Linked DNA regions of Mus musculus: region 1 is linked to region 2. A link is a contact called in public HiChIP or PLAC-seq data. All regions are on one chromosome and are shown on one strand. The core of a region is the stretch at or near the end of the contact, and the rest is flanking DNA. Distances in the headings are between cores, read along the strand shown. Region 1 has its middle 13 kb from the start of Gm52538. Region 2 has its middle 11 kb from the start of Gm34542.

Region 1 (2,919 bases), core at 235-2,734, 2.7 Mb after region 2:
ACACACAACACACCATTAGGGAAAACAAGGGAAGGGTAAAGGAACATTCCTGAACTGCTCATGTGTTTGAGGAAGGACTTTACATCTTTCATTCATGTTTCAACATTTATTTATTTATGTCTCAGTATTTATATGACCTTCACGATCGAGAAGTAATATCAGCAGAATCGCCTGTGGGAAAGCAGCCGGCGCTGTGCTCTGAGGAGGGGGTGGGGATGAACTGTGGAATCCTGGCTGCCCGGATCACAGGTCACATTCCACTGCAGTGACCTGGAAGGAGCTGCCCAACCTTTCAGAAGGAATCTCAGAGCGGCTAGTGTGCCTTTCTGGGGGTGACCTGAAGGCTGGGTTGGGGCGTGCCTTCTGAGTCAGAGGTGTAGGCAGTAAGGGAAAAGGGCCTCAGATGCTGTGCCAGCCTTCCTGCGCCACCAGAGACCACGGCCTTCTGGGACAGGGAACAGAATGTGTTGCATCAAGGTGGAAAAGAAGACAGTGGAGGGACGGAGAGCCAAGGTGGGCCCAGTCCTCTGTAGCCGCCCAGGCCTCTCCAGACCTTCTTCTCTGCATCCGGGGTCTGTGAGATGACTGGGCTGCTTGGACGCATTTAGACATGGAATCACCCTGGGGTGTATCATTGCTCGCTCCCTGCAGCTAGAAGCCTGATAGTCGGTGTGGTGCTACAATCTCAGATTCTACAGGTGAAGGTGAGAAAACCAGAGGCTAGGGCTACATATTAGATCCTACATCAAAAGAAAAGAGGGCGAGGGAGGAAAAGAGAGAAGAAAGGAGGGAGGGAGAAAGGGATGGAGAGAGGGAGGGAGGAATGGAGCGAGGTATGAGGAGAGGGAGGGAGGGAGGCAGGAAGGGAGAGAGGGATGGAGGGAGGGAAGGAAGGAAGAAGGGAGGGAGGGAAGGAGAGAGAGAGGGAAGAAGAAAAAATAGTATGCCTGGGTTTGGGGTACAGCTCAGTGGTAAAGCCCTTGGCTAATCTGTGTGAGGTTCTAGGTTCCACGCCCAGTACCCCTCACAACCTCCAGGGATGCACCCCACATTGACTAACTCAAGAAATTCCCTTCTTTAAATAAATAAATGAAGAGACATTTCCTAAAACTTGGGGGACAGGAACCCCAGTTATCTGGGGCTGTCACTAGTATGACTGAAGCCCTGCCCAAGCTCGGTTCCCAGCTGTGTACAATAAAATAAGAGAGCTTGAAGACATTTAAACAGTTTAATCTGAATCGCACAGATCAGAAATGGTGGGCTTTATACACTTGGACATTTCTGGAGTGCTTTCCAATTTTCACAAGCTGTGTGTTGAGTTTAAACTCATAGTAGACTGAAATCATCACAAAACCAAGCAAGAAATAAAGTAGCCACCATGCAGGAGTGTCTTTGCTGGAGAAGCACGCCACAGGCCGTGGGGATTTGAGTGAGTAATATCCCCGAGTCTCCTGTGCGTGAACACTTGGTCCCCAGTAGCAGTTTTGAGACATTTAGGAGGTAGAGCCATGCTGGAGGAAGTGTGTCACTGAGGGTGGACTTTGAAGATCCACACTTCATCTCACTTCCTGTTTCCTCTTCCCCTCCCCTCTCCCTCTCTCTGTTTCGTATGTATCCCTGTTCTAATGCTATGTCCTTCCCCATTAGTGGACTCTAACCCTCTCAAACAATAAACCAAAATATGCCCCCCTCCTTAAAGTTGCTTTTGATAATGATGTTTTATTACAGCAACAGAAAGGGAGCTAACACAGAACACATTTTCACTGGGTGCTTATGAAACACCATGCCCTGCTCAACTATCTAGGTCCCAAGAGGCTTCGAGGCCTCCAGGCAACACCTAGCCTAGGGTTCCGATTTGAACTCATATTTTAGAATGAGTGGATGGATGGATGGATGCACAGATGGGTAGATATATAGATGGATGGGCAGATGGATGGATGGACAGACAGACGGATGGCTGGATGGATGGGTGAGTAAGTGAACAGACAGACAGGTGGATGGGAATGAGAACTTTGTATATATACTTCTTTTTGTTCTCTCCCCATCCCCTTTGAGGCCACATCTTACCATGTAGTGGAGGCTGGCCTGGAACTCACTATATAGCTCAAGCTTCCCTTTAATTCTTTATCGTCCTGCCTCAGTGCTCCTGACTACTGCAATTCCCATCATGCACAGCTCCACCTGTTTTGCCCATTTGCACATATACTCTGTGTGTGTGTGCATTTGCATGAGAGAGTGAGCATGTGTGAGCAGGTGTGCATGCAGGTGTGTAGAGGCTTGAGGACAGTGAGGACAGTCCCTTGGGCCATGTACTTTGTCTTTGAGATCAGGGCCCTCATTTGCCTAGAGGTCACTGACTAGGCTAGGCCGGCTGGCCAGTCAGCCGGGGTTCACTCCTGGGGTTCACTCCTGGGGTTCACTTGCCTTCCTCCTAGCACTCAGACTACACATACACACACCACCATTCTTATTTTTGCCTGAGTCCTGTGTTTGGGACTCAGCGCCTCATGTTTGAAAGCCAAGTACTTGAGTGACTGAGCTGCCCAGCCCTTTAAACACACTTTCAGAGCTGCCCCACACTTGTGAGGTAGAAACTTAGGTGGTGTGCTCTTTTGATGAGCTGGGAAAGAAGATCCACTTATCTTAGAGAGGACAGCAAAATACTTTTAAAAATGTTAATGCGTGCTGGGCGGTGGTGGCGCACGCCTTTAATCCTAGCACTTGGGAAGTAGAGGCAGGTGGATTTCTGAGTTCAAGGCCAGCCTGGTCTACAGAGTGAGTTCCAGGACAGCCAGGGCTACACAGAGAAATCCTGTCTTGAAAAACAAACAAACAAAGAAACAAAAAAACAAAAATGTAAATATGTGAATAATTTAACTCTGCCCAGGCCTGCAAATTGCAAATCCTCAGGTGGGTTTC
Region 2 (2,912 bases), core at 139-2,638:
GTGGTGGGACTGGCTATAGAAGTTGGGTGCGACTATTGGGTGAAGGAAGTGGCTACTCCCTGTCCTCTGAGGACACACAGCACTGCACAGTCTCAGAGAACCTGGAAACAGGTTCTCACACCTTGGCACAGTCAGCCACTGCCTGTGTGAGCTGTTCATCCAGGGTGAGGGAACCATTTCTTAGGTCAGTTGGTTCCTGATCTATTCCAAGGGAGTGCAGTTCAGGGAGACCCCAGTAGGCAAAGCCAGGGACTGTTAGTGTCTGCTACAGTGCCTGGTTCCTGCTTGCTGCGCAGATTCCCTTGCACGGGGCTCATGTCCTCCGCTGACCACAAAACACAATGGTTTATGGGCAGAGAAGTCAGAGGCTGGATGACAAGATCTCTAAACCACCGGTCCCTTGTCGCCTCAGAGACCAAATTGTTTAGTTTAGCGTCTGCATAGAGGGAGGCTACCCTGAGTCAGAGATGCTAAAGTTCCTACTCTTCATGGCCAGAAGTGCAGTTTTCCCAGTGGCCTGTGGGTGTTGTTTCCTTTGCTGGGGGAGGTGTGAGTGGCATCACCCACCTGCGCCTCTCTGAGTTCCCAGGCTGTGCTTGGCTTGGCACAGTAAGCACCAGTATTGAATCCTGTTCTGCCATTTGCTCGCTGTGGTTTCCTCTGAAAGGGGTGGTGGTGGTGGTGGTGGGGACACAAGTCTTTCCATTCACATTTTTGCATTATCATTAATACTTAGAAAACATTTAAGCTGTCGCCAGCCCCTGCTTAAGATTGCCATTCAGTGCAGCCCATTCACACCTTATTCTGTTACTGTTTATGTGTGTGGCATAGGACTGTGTGCCCATGCCCTGGCCAGAGCAGGGGTGTGTGGCAGTCAGAGGGTGACATCAGAGGGTCTCCCTCAATTGATTCTCCTCTGGAGATTGCATCTCTACTGCATTTAGAGCTCACTGACTAGGTAAGACTGGGTAGTGAGCCCAAGTGGATTCCGGCCTCTGGCAACCAGCTCTGGGGTAGCCGAGCCCAGCTTTTGTGTGTGTGGGTGCAGAGGATTCAAACTCAGAGCGTCACACTTGTGCAGAGAGCCTGTCACCATGAGAGCAATGTCCCCGGGGCCTGTGCCTTGTATCGTATTCACTTCCTCTGTTGTGGTTGGCTCGGTCTAAATCCTGTTTCTCAACTGTCATTTATGTGTTACTTTGGATTTCTGCCATGTCTGTTGCCACCTGTACTGTGACTTATGTCATATAGATTAATTGACTGTTGAATCATTTACATACAGTACAATAGACTTGCAAATCAGACCATTGAGGTAATGGTCTGCATAAGCTACTGCTTGGCAGTCTGTTTTCTGAGATGAATAATACCAACTTCTACAGTGGTGCAGTCAGGATTCTATTCCAGCACGCCGTCCTCCATCCCCCTTCCCTCTGCTAAGTTAGGTTGTGCCTTTGTCCTGTCTGAGCTTACAGCGATGCTCTCCGGTGGGTCATTTGGCAAGGGATTTTATTCATAAAGTCAGGGGATTTCTTTCTTCTTCTTCTTCTGTTAAATAACTTGGACTCTGACTGATTATAAGGAAGCGGTTCTTAGAGCTGATGACTGTTCGAAGTTGCTGGGAGGGAGGGAGGGAGCCATGGAAATTCCCTTCCCTGCCTAAAATAACTGGAACCGGAGCCCAACAGTGCGAGCTTTGTCCAGGCTTGAAACAATATCCCTTCCAAGTGTGTTTTGTGCGGAAATACTTACCAATATATGATGGTAGTTCTCACTGACAAGCTAAAAACATGTTAGTCATCATGTGTTTCACTGCTAAAAGGGTCATTGTTCCTCACAATGAGTCCCAGAGGGGTGAAATCTAAGTCTGTGGACATAGCAGAATTGCCCTTACCTGGTTTTGCCTAGCCTCTTCTGTTTGATTGCTGGCTATCACAACAATCTAATTCCGGAAGTAGATATATCCTCTATGGATTTGCCTATTTCTATTACACACCCATTTGTGACAGTCATCTCCCAGACACTCCCAAGCAGGCTCAGAGGCAATGGGAGTGTGGTGAAGCCAGGGAGCCTCCTAGTAGGGCGGAGTTCAGAGGAGCTGGTCGGAGATGAATGGGTGTGGGCTCAGGTTCCAAGGCTGCCCGGAATCCTGGGCCTTGAGTGGGCATCCAGTTGCTCCTAACTGGAGGAACTGTGGGTGCGAAGGCTCCAGTGGACTAGAGCTTATTGGAATGAAAATAACATTAAAGAAATATTTGAACTATTATAGACTTTATTTAAAAAAAAAAAGGCTAGCTAAGATCCCTGAAGTACCTTTTTCTCAGCTTTTAAAAACAAATTTATTTTTTTCACCCCAAGGAACATTTAAGGCTTAGATGAAATGAGACAGGAATAAAAGTGGGAATGAGTTTGTTTGTTTGCTTTGAACCTGGTGCTATAGTTTATATCTTTAATACTCCCTAAAGGCCCTTGTGTTAAAAGGCTGAGCGTGCATGAACACAGATGGGGAGTAGTTACTGGTTGGTGGCAACTCAGCAGCGATTACCCCATGGTTACATACATACGTCTTCCCCTCCCTCAGACTCCATTAACTTGCCCAATCTCCTCAGGGAGGGGTGGGGCCTCGTGAGCCTCGCCTTCCTTCCCTGTGGAATGTTGGCAGGCCTGGTCTTGTGCTGCTCTCTGACAGGTAACCATAGCAGCTGTGAATTCAGGAGTGTAACAGCTGTGTCACGTCCGGAAGACAGCGCTTCATGGCATCCCTTCCCAGCAAAGCTCTTCCATTCTTTCTGATCCCTCTCCCGCAGTGTCCCCTCAGCTTTGGGGAGGGTGATGTAGGTGTGTAAGGCTGAGCACCCAACAGTCAGGTTTTCTCTGCACTCTGAGCCATTATGAATCTCATACTCACTTTCCCT

The links. HiChIP or PLAC-seq counts read pairs in DNA pulled down with a chosen protein or histone mark.
Region 1: an H3K27ac HiChIP or PLAC-seq map of large pre-B cells shows a contact between it and region 2, with 8 times the contacts expected there. The contact joins two enhancer-like sites.

What each region holds. Positions count from the first base shown.
Region 1 is chr2:172,965,132-172,968,050 of GRCm38.p6, forward strand. No RefSeq gene overlaps it. Among named protein-coding and RNA genes, the nearest start is that of Gm52538, 13 kb to the right of the region's middle. Within about 2 kb of position 1,485, at least 62 of the 459 cell types and tissues checked have an H3K27ac peak or open chromatin away from gene starts, as enhancers often do.
Region 2 is chr2:170,306,548-170,309,459 of GRCm38.p6, forward strand. No RefSeq gene overlaps it. Among named protein-coding and RNA genes, the nearest start is that of Gm34542, 11 kb to the right of the region's middle. Within about 2 kb of position 1,389, at least 180 of the 459 cell types and tissues checked have an H3K27ac peak or open chromatin away from gene starts, as enhancers often do.